Linked DNA regions of Zea mays: region 1 is linked to region 2. Evidence: chromatin contacts called from public Hi-C data. All regions are on one chromosome and are shown on one strand. Each heading gives the region's core, a stretch centred on a gene start, on an enhancer-like site or on the middle of the called end of the contact. The rest is flanking DNA. Distances are from core to core; before and after follow the strand shown.

Region 1 (6,571 bases), core at 3,988-6,487, 230 kb after region 2:
AAGAGACAACTAAGAGACTCTATTATACAGTGGAGTATCTATAAATGTAGTCTATTAATAAATGCACAATTAAATGTATTTGTACAGCAGCAGATCGATAGAACAGATGACAAATTCGTATAGTGGGAAGTGAGATGTCTGTTGCTACTTGGTTTACGAGCCAGAGTCGTTTCTTCACGTAGAGACGGCTCTAAGATTTTTTTACATATAACCCCTTTGAATACCTTAAGAGCCTCCACATTAAATATCACTGTATATGCCCTAAGGAGCTCTCTCTACTCGGCAATTAATGTTCATGGATAAAGAACACTACACTAAGGTTCGAGTGCCCGCCCATCAGGCAAATTACAGTGAGAATCTCAGTGAAAGTTTTATGTACGTTTCATTTTATTGAATAGGATACTACATAGAGATTTATATTTTTTTTGATGATGCGACAATCTCTTATACGGAGTACGAGGGGGCTACACTCATTGCTCAGGTACGGAGTACGAGGAGAACACTGATAAGGCCGAGGAGTTATCAGCTGCCTCGCGATCTCTTGACCCTTGGGGCCGGCCTGAGGCGAGCGAAACCGTGGGCTCTTTGGCGCCGCGGAAAAACGCCGGCGCCTCCCGTTCTCCGGCAGGCGCCGCCCACAACTCCTACGCCCGCAGAGCAGGAGCCAGCAAAGAGCAGAGTCTCGTTGCTTCCCTTGCAGCCGCAGCGGACAGCGGCGTTCATCCCATGAGTCAAAAACGGCGACTCGGAAAAACAAGGGCCACCCGTTTATGACCGCGGCGCTGCCTCCCTCGAGAGTCTAGTCAAGGAAGGGTGCCGCCGCCCGCCGGCGCCGTCCCTTGTAAAACTAGTTTTACCGTCTCGTCAGAGTTCATCAGCATACAGGGTTCCGATTCTTTTACACCAGTAGGTCCATAACCATTTGCATCGAACACGAGTCGTGCAAACTTCAGTTCCGTAGAATAAGGCGCCGTTTGGATGGAGGGACTAATCTTTACTTCCTGATTTTTAGTCCCGTTTAGTCTATATTTTGCTAAACAGAAGGACTAAAGTAGGGACTAATTGACTTTAGTCTCTAGTCCCTCACATGTGTGCTAAAAAAGGACTAAAGGACGACATTTACTCAAATTGTCCTTGTCTAGAAAACTGGCGTAAAACAAGAAAATGAGCATTTCGGTCTTTATGTGTTGCATTTAATGTATTTAGAATATGTTTAGTCCTTACAACCAAACAGAATAGAGACTAAATTTTAGTTCCTAGGATAGTAGGACTAATGGAACCAAACTGGACCTAATTATGTGCTTCAGCATTTTGTTTTGCCAAAGCTTTTACGAAAATTCTGTGTACACTCATTCGGTGCTGGTGGCCTTGTCACCGAAACAGGGGGGCAGGGTCCGGTTAAATTTACATGCACGCACATAATAACATAACTGCTCCGACTATCACCAGCGTTAACCGCATGAATGTTCAGAACTGCGGCATGCGGCGCCAAAGAGCCCTCTCTCTGGAGATGACAAAACAGAAAAGCATCAACAGTTCGATATATCTTTCACGGACTATACATAATAGTCACATCCCTGAACTTAACATCTACAATAATATCAGCAGCAAACATGCCCTCTCTCTGGAGCAATATCACGAGAGCATCTTGTTGTGACCTTGAAGGGAATAGAATCACGAGTAGCAGGTGAAAACCAATGATTTTATCACAGCACTATAACATTCGAAACACGATACGACCTTCACCAAATGCCAAAACTTGGCGCCAAATGTTTTGTGACATTCCTATATACCTGCAATTCCAGGTTCGCCAGTATCGCTGATTTAGCTGAGGCTTTAGCACGGTCCATGCAGTTGGCGTTGGTCAACTGTAATGGGAATAGAAGAAGTTCCAGACAAGCAAGTACTCTAACCAACAGTAACAGGAGCCAACAGCCAAGATAAGATAGTTGGGGATTGGGATACCTTGTCCAGGAGTTGCAAGGGAAGTGAGCTCTCTGGCTGCTAGGTCAATAGCTCTAGGAACAAATGACGCATCCTGGGGGGTCTTGGAATTCTGGATCTTGATCGTTTTGCGAGGGGGTTAAGACTAAGATGGCTTTGGTTGCGATGGAAAAGCAAAGACAGGGCGTGGACTGCCATGAAGCTTCCTTGTGACAGAACTGATGAAGATCTCTTCAATGCTTCCACAATGGTGACGGTTGGCAATGGTAAGATAACTGAGTTCTGGAAATCTATCTAGATCCAAGGTCTAGCCCCTAAGAACATTGCACCTTCGCTCTTCAAGAAGACAAAGAGGAAGAACATCACGGTTGACAAAGCACTCACTAACAACAACTGGATACGATTATGCTTCCCATTCTCGGGTGAGGTTGAGCTTAGAGAGTTTGTCTCTCTATGGCAGGCCATAGGTAACATGCAAGAGCTTAATGGTTTGGAGGACACCATTACTTGGAGATGGTCGGCAGATGGGCAGTACAGTGCAAGCAGTGCTTACAACATACAATTCTCATCCAATTACAGTAAAATGAATCTCTGCCCTATTTGGAAGGCTAAGGTGGAACCGAAGTGCCTTTTTTTGCCTGGACACTACTACATAAGAGAATCCTAACGACCGATAACCTTCATAAAAGGGGTTGGCCTTGCAACCCAATATGCTGTCTCTGCAACTCGGCCCTAGAAACAATTCTCCACTTATCCAAGGACTGCCTCTTTAGTAGAGAGGTGTGGAACAAAGTGTTGTCTTGGGCCAACCTTCCTTTCTTGAATGGGATTCTCAGTGACACATCTTTGTATGATTGGTGGACGGGTCTGCGTAGCCTTTGCAACAGACAGTCAAGAAGATGCTTCGACGACCTGCTAATTCATTTTTTGTGGAATTTATGGCTGGAAAGAAATAACAGAATTTTCCAAAGTCAGCATAGAAGCGTTGAACAAGTAGCTCTTGCAGTCAACGGATACTGCTAGTAGCTGAGGTCTTGTTGGTCTGGACTAGTGGGGTTTTTTTTCTATTCTTTTACCTCTTTTTAACTCTTTTTATTTTTTCTTTCTTTTCCTCTTCCTCCAGTTGCTTTGGTTTTGTATTATCCAGTTCTTTCTTCCCTACTCTAATATATATCGGAGCGGCAAGTCTTTTGCCTCTTCCTTTCCAAAAAAAAGATAACACTTCGTTATGATTTGTATTTGAAATATCGAGTGTGTGAGCTCGAGATAGTCGAGACTCGAGAGTCGAGAGGGTGTGTGCGCACAGCGAGCGAGAGAGGCGCGCATGTGTGGCCGCCCCCACACCATTCTGGGCCTAACACTGTGGCCCAGTTTGGCCCAAATCTATTAGTTATGTTGGGCCTGCCGGCCATTACATTCACGCGTCGTATCGTAAACCGCCGCGCCGGGCACGCTGAAATGGGGGCGAGACGATCACCGGCGCCGTTTGCTGGCTCCTCCGTCTTCGCGCGGTGCCGGTGGCGAGGCGAGGGCTCAGTCACTGCATGCGGGAGGACGGTCGCGGTTGTCTTGGCGCAGGCGCGCAGCCACTGACTCCGATCGCTGCCGGAAGTACAGTGAGATGCACAATCGCCCCGCAGCCCCGGGGCGCCGAGCAGGTGAGTTGTTTGGTAGATTGCCGATCAGTGATTTTGTAGCCTTGCTTTTCCGCATCCACTCTCAGCATAGCGACTTCCTGGCAGATCAGAAAGTTTCTGCAACTTGTTAAGTATCTCGTTAATTTTCGCTGCATTTCCTTGCGTGTTTGGCTCGCGTGTTCTATCATCGGAGTAGACTGCTCCCAATTCCATCACAGAAAAGCGGGGGAATTCCTCCCGCGGGTTTGCACTCAGCGAGTGCGAAACTGCCAATAAGTGATGGCGGGAAGTACGCTAGGCATGCGCATAGCTTCGGTCACCTGCTCGATGAAATGCCGGTGTCAGTTCATAAATAGCAGTTGTTGCAGCTGGCCTGCCCCCTCCCCCTCCCCTGAAGATTTGCTCGCACAAGGCTGTCAGATGGTCCATTGTGCCTTTGTCGGGCTGTTCCTCTATGCGTTGGGCATAAGCATGGTGGTGTGGCCGTGTGGGCCAAGCTGCCGTGGGCAAATCGGGATTTGGGGGCAGAGTTTGGTGCATGAGTAGGGTTGGTTGGTACATGCAGGTGATCGGTCGCTGTGAGCGTAGGTGGTACAGGTCGTTGGTTGTTTGGATCGTACTTTGTGAGCAGTTAGTGCTGTTGATCGGATCACGACCTCGTACCTGGTAGAAGGCACAGATCAGGCGTGCAAACTGTACGAGGCCTCGTGCGTGGTAGTCGTCTGTAGCTGAAGGCAGGTATGATTTTTTTTTTTACTGAACTTACAATTCAGTGTTTGTCATTGCATAAGCGGTAGCTGGTAGCGAAAGGTTGCTAGTTAGCTAGTCTCCTGGTGTTAGTTTCATTAGAGAGGCAACGCAAATCACCTTTGCCAATGGTCGATTGGTTACTCCAAAGTGCAAACACATCTTATATCACTTGTTAGTTAAGGCGCATCGTAAATCTGACAAAATGGCACCCAGTTCTGCCACCTGCTGATGATGAGCATGTGTGGAGCGCGAAACAGATAGTGCTGTTTGTTCCACTCTGAGCTTTTATGAACTGCTTGCTCTTTTGCTAACAGCATTGGAAGCCGATGAGCAGTAGTGATGTTCATTTAGCTAGCTAGCTGTTAGCTATTTTAGTTCCTTCAACAAACCTTTCCTGCGCCCCTGTCTGTTCTGTCGACAGCACATTAACATAAGAAACCCAGCTGAGCACGCCCAATGGCAGGAAACAAGAAGAAGCTAATGGCTCGATCAGGCCTTTTTCATACCCCCACAATTTTAGAACTCGGGTTCACAGTATTCTGAAGTACGTAGCTGATACATAAGCCTGGAAAACAGCACAGCCAGTGGGATGCAATCGTTTGTGACACTGCCAGGCAGAAATATATGGGAGGCATCAGTAAAGCGCGCCTCTCAATGCATTCCTCTCATGCATGTATGTGATGTAATGTTGCTTCTTCCCATAATGCCGCAGCTTGTTCCAGTTTGATGATCTAATGATTGTTGCTACCCCCTTTTAGGTATACGTACGTACACTTAAAATAAGGGGGTGTTTGGTTTTAGGGACTAATCTTTAGTCCCTTCAATTTTATTCTATTTTAGTTCCTAAATTATTAAATATGGAAACTAAAATAAAGTTTTAGTTTCTGTATTTGGTAATTTAGGTACTAAAATGGTATAAAATAGAGGGACTAAAAATTAGTCCCTCTAAACCAAACACCCCCTAAGCATCGAAGGGAAGGAAGAAGCATGTGCTTGTTGAAGCCCGTGCCCTGATGATGATGATGTCGAGAGAAGTCCTCATGGCGCGCATGGGAGGGGGGATGACCTGTGCTGTCTGCCCAAGTCCCGAGCACGACCGGCCCTAGCAGCAGGTGCGAATAGCCGCACGCACGCACGCATGGTGTTCATCATACTATATCCGCTGTCGTTTTCGCGTGGCACGCAGGCTAGCCGGCCGGTGCGATCAACTGTAAAAACCGCGACGCGCCAACGCTCTCGGCTCCTGGAGCTGATCGGCCGTTCTCGTCTTCCTCTCGCCCAGGTAGCACATCTGTTGTCACGGAATGTGTCGAGAGGTCGATGTAACCCGGGCCTGTTTGACTGATCTTGGCAGGTCGCGCCGCGCAAAGGGAGCTGCGACCGATGGACCGTTGAACAACGCGTCTGCTCTGCTACATATACATTGATTCAGCTGAACGGTCGTGTTTCAGAGAGAGATGACGGCTAAGAGCCTAAGCTACAGGTCAGTCATATGCACTACATATACGGTTTCTTTAAATAAAATCCGTTTTATCTTTTTAGTTGATTCATACAATACTTAATATTCATTATTATATATTTGAACATAGACATAAAATATAAGAGCTAAAACAACTAATATTTTAGAATAGAAGGAGTACACAAACCAACATGAGTTAAAGTTGTTAGAGGAAAGCGCTTTATTCATAGAGACCACGGTTCTGGGGTCTGTTGCTTTCAGTAAATTAAAGCCAGAAAAACAACACACATATATGCTACTACGGTTTACTCATGGCATTATTGATTAGGATACGTATTTGCTGCGACCTGAGCATCAGCGATTGCGCGCCCACCAAGCAAATGGGATGCCAATTATTGCGTGGGTGGCGACGGATCCGTCGGTTGGCCAGAAGCGCGACTCCAAGTGTATGCCGGTAGCGCAACAGACCTCTCGACCGACCTGCTGGCATACGTACGTGCCTAGTCAAACGTGAGCCCTTGCTGATTAGTCTGAACATTTATGAGCCCAGGCCCAGCCCGAATGCGCGAACGAGGTGGCACACTGGCACTGCTTGCTGCATCACTGTTGTGTGTGGGTCTTGGGAGTCTTGACTCCCTGAGTCCTGACAGACGACAACGAGAGAGGGCGCATCAAGTTAACACAACCAAGATGACATGACACACGGCGACGACGCACGGAACGATCGCCGCCGGGCGGAATGCGGGGCTCCTCCGTCCCGTCCGATGGCCGCGCGCGCGTC
Region 2 (6,477 bases), core at 3,252-5,751:
ACCGACTTGAGTCCGAAGATACCTGTTCACACATTATACTCCAGCAATACTGTTAAATCCTGTTTTTGAGGACCTTCGTAAGCCGAAGGCCCCCAACAGTACCTTTACTCATTACTGTTCTGAATTAATTTGTGTACATTCATTCCAAATACGTATTTACATACATGGACATCTACATGGTGTTCAATAGAACATGAGTGAATCGCTACAATTAGCCAAAGAACATGAAAAACAAGATACATGTTTTATTTTTTTATTGAGAGAGGCATACCTTCTACAACAATTACTCTTGAAGTTATAATATATACTCTTACAAAATCCATTGTAGTGAAAAAATTATCACCTATTTACATTTGCAGATTGAGTCTTCAGTGTTTGGGTAAGCCTTTCATATTCTGGTCGTTAAATGCATTGTTACTTTCAATTGTATAATTCACAACCAGTTTCATGTTTTTTAGTTGATGTTAGATTCGTATGATTCACAATCAGTTTCATAATTTTGAGGCAATGTTAGAGTCGGTTTTCTATGCGTGTGTGGGGGGGGGGGGGGGGGGGGGGCAACCAAGTACAACAATAAATTGTAACTGACATTATTGAACACATTACACATGGCTGGTGCCTGGTGCTGAACTGTTGATGCACGGTTGTTAGCGGTGGCAGACAAAAGGAATTTAGAAGCAACTAAAATCTTATTGCTACCTTGCTTCTAGAAAGTCGGATTGATTCTATAAATTGCGACCGCAAAGTCGGATTGCTACCTTGCGTGAATGATGCAGCCTGCCTTAATCTGTTAACTTAAACTTTAATGTTACCAAACTCTGGAGGCTTAGCGCTAACCGGCACAGACTAGGCACTTACAATGATGCATGTTCGGGAGGGGTGATCATAGATGGAGCTGATCTTCACAAACCTAAAAAAACTTTGCAGAGTACCGGCTGACAGCGGCTGCGGCGAAGCTATCTGAGCGGTAGCGGAGTACTAAGGGGGTGGAGAGAGGGAGCACTGTCTCATGCATGAAAGAAAGTCTCCAAAACAAAAGATTTGGTCCAGAGGTAAAAATGTCTGACCAAAGGCTGGCATTCAGATAAATCAGTTTTATGTTTCAAATAACTCATAAATGGCATTTAAATTCTAGCAGTGCAAAGAACAAAATCAAACAAGATAATAATCAGTTTTGTCATAAATTATTTTTTAGAATAAAAACATGTTTAAGAACTGTATAAGCACACCTACAATTAGCAACCTCTGAAGATTTGTATGAACTAATATTTATGTGTAACCATGACAACATCACACGTTAGACCCTTGAAAGAAGCCATATCATGTTTCCAAATATTAGGCTAAATGTCTGAATAAAAGAAGAAAAAACACTAGGTACAGTTTTTGCCAAGATAGTGCCGACGAGGAAACAACAGACACATTGTAAGTGATTCTTGCAGTACCAATATTCCCATGAACTTATTACTAAAGAAGATGTCTTTGTGATGGTACATTTGTCCATATTTCTTAATCATATATGGCACACTGTACATTTTCCCTCCTAGTGTTTTGGAATCCTTATTTATGGTACTAATAAGTAGCATTCTAATCTGCATATGGTTGTTTTGTTACAAAGTCATATTCTGTCACCATAATTTATTAAAGAGAAAAATGTTTGGTTGCACAATTACAAGCTTGCTTTGTTTGATTCTACTTGCAGCGCGGCCACACGGGCCCAGCAATAGCAACGTCACATGGTGGTTGCCATCGTCACGTCGAGCTCTCCCTCTCCACCAACTAATAGTTCCTGACGGTGGAGCAGAAATTCATTAAGAGCATATAGGGATTCACAAGTGGTACATGTATTTTGTCTTTCTTTCTTTCTTAGTATTATATAAACTACATACTGTATTTGGACATGCATTGTTTATTCTCTGCAATCGGTTAACCCTGGACTGCTTGCAACTATCCCCAGTTACAAAATAGTGCTTCTTTTCTGTCATAACTTTTCAGGCGTGAAATGAAATTGGTGCATATATTTGAGTTGACTAACAATGCGATAACTAACCTGCAATTTGTCGATTTCCTTTTTACTGCTAGATTTTGAGCCCAACAATCTTGCTGCCATCGATACTCCTGGTTCGTATATTTGGTTACTCAAAACATGAGATGATCCTCTGAAGTAGAAAGGGAAACACTGAATATGCTCTTGCTGAAATATTCTATAGAAAGACACAATTCCATTTTGGCAGATGCAAGTGGAGGATTTGGTGACATGTTTTGCTGTGAAGTTTGCGAACCATGGTAAACCAACACCTATTGCTTTGATATAATCATCTCGATCACTGGTTGATGTATTTGAACAGGTATCTGAAAGCCTCTGTCACCTTGTCAAAAAATTGTCTCTTTAGTATCTTTGTTGACCGTCTTGCTTGTGTTGTTTATAGGACATGAATGATGGCAAAGTTGTATGCGTCGTTGGATTTGCCTTTCTGTTTGCAGTTGATGTAAGGAAATGCTATGTTGAAACTTTTGCCACTTTTGTGTTATCATGATTAAGCAGTGCTTCCCGGCTGGGAAATGAAAGTCTTGGATTGTCTTTGGTGGCAGGTGACATCAAATCCTTGTGTTTCTTGTGAGATTAATTTCTTTCACATGAAAAAATGGCGGGCTACATAGATTATTAGTTATGCACCAGATAGGAAATGCACAGACTTTGTAGGTGTGACAAAGAGGCAAGATAATATATTTTGTGGATGTATCTTAGATTTTACAATGCTGATGAGGTGGTGCCTTGCATTTTGTGACATGGTTAGTGGGTCTTTCTACGTGGATTGCATTATGCAGGGACGACTAGTTCCTTACCCAAATGTGGTTAAAGTTAGGAACAGTCTTCTCCCTGAAATTGATTTAGTGATTTCAAACAGACTTATATGTGTGATGCAGGTATGGTTATTCTGCTCATGGAAGATCTACAGGGAAGGTATCTTTTGTTCTTATATTTTGGTTGCTTAACAAATACCTTATGTAGAAACTATAATCTTCTCTCTAACCATATCTTAGTGGAAAGTTTATTCTTCCATTGAACATCCCACTGAGTGTAATGCATATGCAGAAATGCATATGCAGAAACTGAGGTAGCATATAACTGCCGCAAGGGAAAATATGGTGTAGCAGATGAGGATATAATCTTATATGGTCAATGTGTTTGAATTGGTCCAACCATTGATATTTCTTCGCGGTTGCTAGACTTGAGAGTCGCAGTTTTGCATAGTCCTATATTCTATCTGCACTAAGAGTAATATATACAGCCAAGCGGATGTTTGGTTTAACATTTACAAGGTATGTTTGGTCCTTTTGTTTTTGGAATTAATGGTTGTCCGATGCTTGCCATTCATATGAGTTCTAATATCATGCCCCCTTAAAGTACTCATCATCAAAAGTTTCCATGTGAATGTTTTAAATGTAGATTTAAAGGGTTGAAAGACATGAAACAGTTATTCAAACAGGATCTTAAGTGTCGTGAAAGACTACAGGTGAGGTTCAACTTGGCAAATTGTTTTTCTAGTAACTAAGGAGCAACAATGCTATGTATTTTAGCTTGACTTATATATCTAAGTACTTACATTTTTGGAATCGGGCAAACAGTGATAGTTTGAATCACATGTTTTGCCAAAAGGAATTATTAGAACTGTTCAAAGTTGGGAAAAAATACATATTTATGCTTTCTTATGCACAGGTAAATTGCTCTGTTCATATATATAAAAAATAACTGTAGTATTATTGCTTATATTGATTTTAAATGATGATCTTATTAGATGTGCCATCGAGACCACATATATTAGCATTTTGTAACTAAATACAATGCATGAATATATATAGATAACCTTTACATCGTGCTACATGCTTCCTAGAAATAAGGAACCATTACAATATATATATTTTTGATGATGTACAACTTCGTCATCGGATATACTGTTCCTTCTTTTTTACATACATTTTGATAAGAATGTTAAAATGTTAAAAAAAAATAGCGCGCTTATGGCGCGCGTTAGACACTAGTTACCTTTTTAGTGACCAGAAGCCGTAAGAAGCATCATTGCCCGCGGCTGTGGTGCCGCTGTGCCAGGCTTGATTGGGCCCCCGAGGGAGGAGTGGACGAGTGGTACGCGATCGGGGAGCAGTCAGTGAGTGAGTGCGTACGCCGCCGGCGCGGCTAGCAGCAGGCCCACGGGCTCGTCGTGGTTACTCCACGCCGGCCGGGCGGTCGGTCTCCGTGTCGCCAGCCGGGAAGCAGGCCGCCGCTGCTACGGAGCTATAGCTACCCCAACTGTGTGGTGCGGACGCTTCTAGGCGCTCTCTCTCTCCATTGATTCCTTTTCCCGGCCCGCGCCCGCGAATCCGAGAGACCTTTCTCCCCTCCTCCTCGCCGTACTGCCCGCCGCGCCTGCGCTGCGCGCGACGTGTCCCGGTCGCTCCACGTGCCACGGCCACCCCCACCCCTCTATCGTGTTCGAGGCGCACATGGCCCGTGCCCGTGCCAGGCGCCCTGGCCTGGCGCCGCGCACCACGTCGCCGCCCGGTACTGTAGTAGAGTAGGCGCGAATGCATGCGGGGAGCCGGCGTGCGACGTGGCCCGCCTGCCCTCCCTCGCACATGGAGCGCGCATGTGGTCGCTGCCGCGCCCGCGCACCACGTACGGGTACGGCCGGGGCTCCTCGTCGCCTTTCCCCCCAACCCACGCGGCGCTCTGCCGTGTGCCGCAGACCCGCAGTTATACGTGCCGCCGCTGGCCAACCGCCACCGCCGCGCTCTCCTCGAATCTTGGACCAGCTTAGGCTACAGTGGTCGTTGGTCAAATCCAAACCGTCGATATGGTACGTGATCTAATCCACCCGGCTTTGCTGATGAGTGATGATGAGCATCTTTTTCCTTTGTTTACGTACTAGCTAGGCTTCCTGCTGTACACCGTGCGTACGTGGTTGGATCAGGGCTCCTCATCCACACTGGCGTCTGCTGCTGCTACATTATTACTAGTCTCGGACGGAGTGTGGCGTCGTCACCAAGTTGAAAGGTCGCTCGAGAGGCTGAAGAAGAAGGTGTAAACGTTACACGAGTACTACGTACGTATGCCTGAGGGCAGGGTAGGCTACAGGCGAGTATATTGTGTTGTAGTTCGGTTTCGTGTCCGTGCATGCAGGCAATCTGGTTCTTAGGTGTACTGCGTGACCAAGGAGCTAGCAGTGCTATGGCATTGTCATTCCAACGGGTCTGGTTCTTATCCGTGCGAGAACTGCTCACCAGAGGTCTCCGTCGTCGTCTCCGCTTTACTACTTACTAGTCAGTAGTCAGGCGGGGCCCCGACCACGATCTGCGCGCTAACCTAACCGGCCCTAACCGAACCCTTTTCCCTCTCTCTGACGCGCCGCCCGCTTTGCGTGGATTGCAATCCATAACGACGCTTTTGTCCGTGCATTAGCGTTGGGCATTAGTATTACATACCTGCATGTCCGGATCAGAAATGACTGGTTTGAGCCCCTATCTACAACTCTGCGTCGATCTCGTTTGGCCCAAAGCCGCACGCGCGTACTCGCTTCACGCTTTGTTGCGACCAATTATTGTGTGGCCGCGCGCTAAACCCGGTTGAACAAGCTAGAACAGACACTGCTGTCCTGTCCTGCACTAATACCTTTAATTAATACTACTAATATATATGTAATAGCTAGATAGTCATGTACGTACGAGTGCTAGAGTAGGCTCGGTAAAGCTGTGGTTCTATATATACTAGTGTTTAGCGCGCGCCCAGCGCGCGTGAGCACATATAGCTTAAGGGTTTGGCGTGACTACCCAGGTATGTAAAACAAATATTTAAACATAATATGAGTATATAATGCGTAAGGAGGAAACCAAATATAAGCATATGACGTTGTTTTTATATAATAGTTGATACCAGCTGTAGAGTGGATTTAGACTACAATACATACTAAGTAGCATTCAACTACCATACATCAACACTTAGCAACAATGTGCTTGCAGGTGTTAAGTCAATATGTACATATCCACAAATAGTATAACAGTAGGTTCATATCTATAGGAAAGCATTCATGATCCAAAAGTGATGGTGCTCCTGATAGGTGCGCAAAAAGCAAACACCTGTGCACAAAGGAGAAGAAAATATTAGAGTTTTGGAATTTTTTTCCCAATAGTTTGTTAATGTTGCTAGGTAAAACGGTGAGTGGAATATATTATGTAGATTGTGTATAAGGATATTTGCGGTGTATGAATAAGGTTTGCACATGGTGTTATACCTTCACGAAGTTGATGACGATTTAGGAGCTTTTCTTTTTGGGGTTTGTAAGATCTGGTATGCCTTTGCTAGTGTGGCTATGTTTTATCCTATGTAATATCATGAATGTTGTATTAGCGTGGAAATAAGATCTAGCATTTAAAAGAAGGTCGTCGTTGCTACTGCTATCATGTCCAACTATCTTTCTAATA

What was found. A called contact is a pair of places that touch in the nucleus more often than the background predicts.
Region 1: a Hi-C map of ear shows a contact between it and region 2, with 2.5 times the contacts expected there. The contact joins the promoter of LOC103634916 here to the enhancer-like site in region 2. A contact is called at or near these places in 3 of 25 Hi-C or Micro-C datasets (ear, leaf mesophyll and tassel).

What each region holds. Positions count from the first base shown.
Region 1 is chr8:21,414,940-21,421,510 of Zm-B73-REFERENCE-NAM-5.0, forward strand. LOC103634916 (NAC domain-containing protein 75) reads left to right here and starts at 5,238. Exons shown (of 9, transcript XM_020542516.3): 1 at 5,238-5,443; 2 at 5,518-5,613; 3 at 5,686-5,814.
Region 2 is chr8:21,182,245-21,188,721 of Zm-B73-REFERENCE-NAM-5.0, forward strand. LOC103634908 (a long non-coding RNA gene) reads left to right here. Exons shown (of 6, transcript XR_556997.3): 3 at 928-1,835; 4 at 2,080-2,118; 5 at 2,208-2,345; 6 at 2,427-3,299. It overlaps LOC103634910 (a long non-coding RNA gene), which reads right to left. Exons shown (of 9, transcript XR_002264414.1): 8 at 6,288-6,375; 9 at 5,875-6,132. Among protein-coding and RNA genes, the nearest start is that of LOC103634910, 7.5 kb to the right of the region's middle. Within about 2 kb of position 4,502, at least 17 of the 20 cell types and tissues checked have an H3K27ac peak or open chromatin away from gene starts, as enhancers often do. A contact at or near this core is called in ear and tassel, where this site is marked.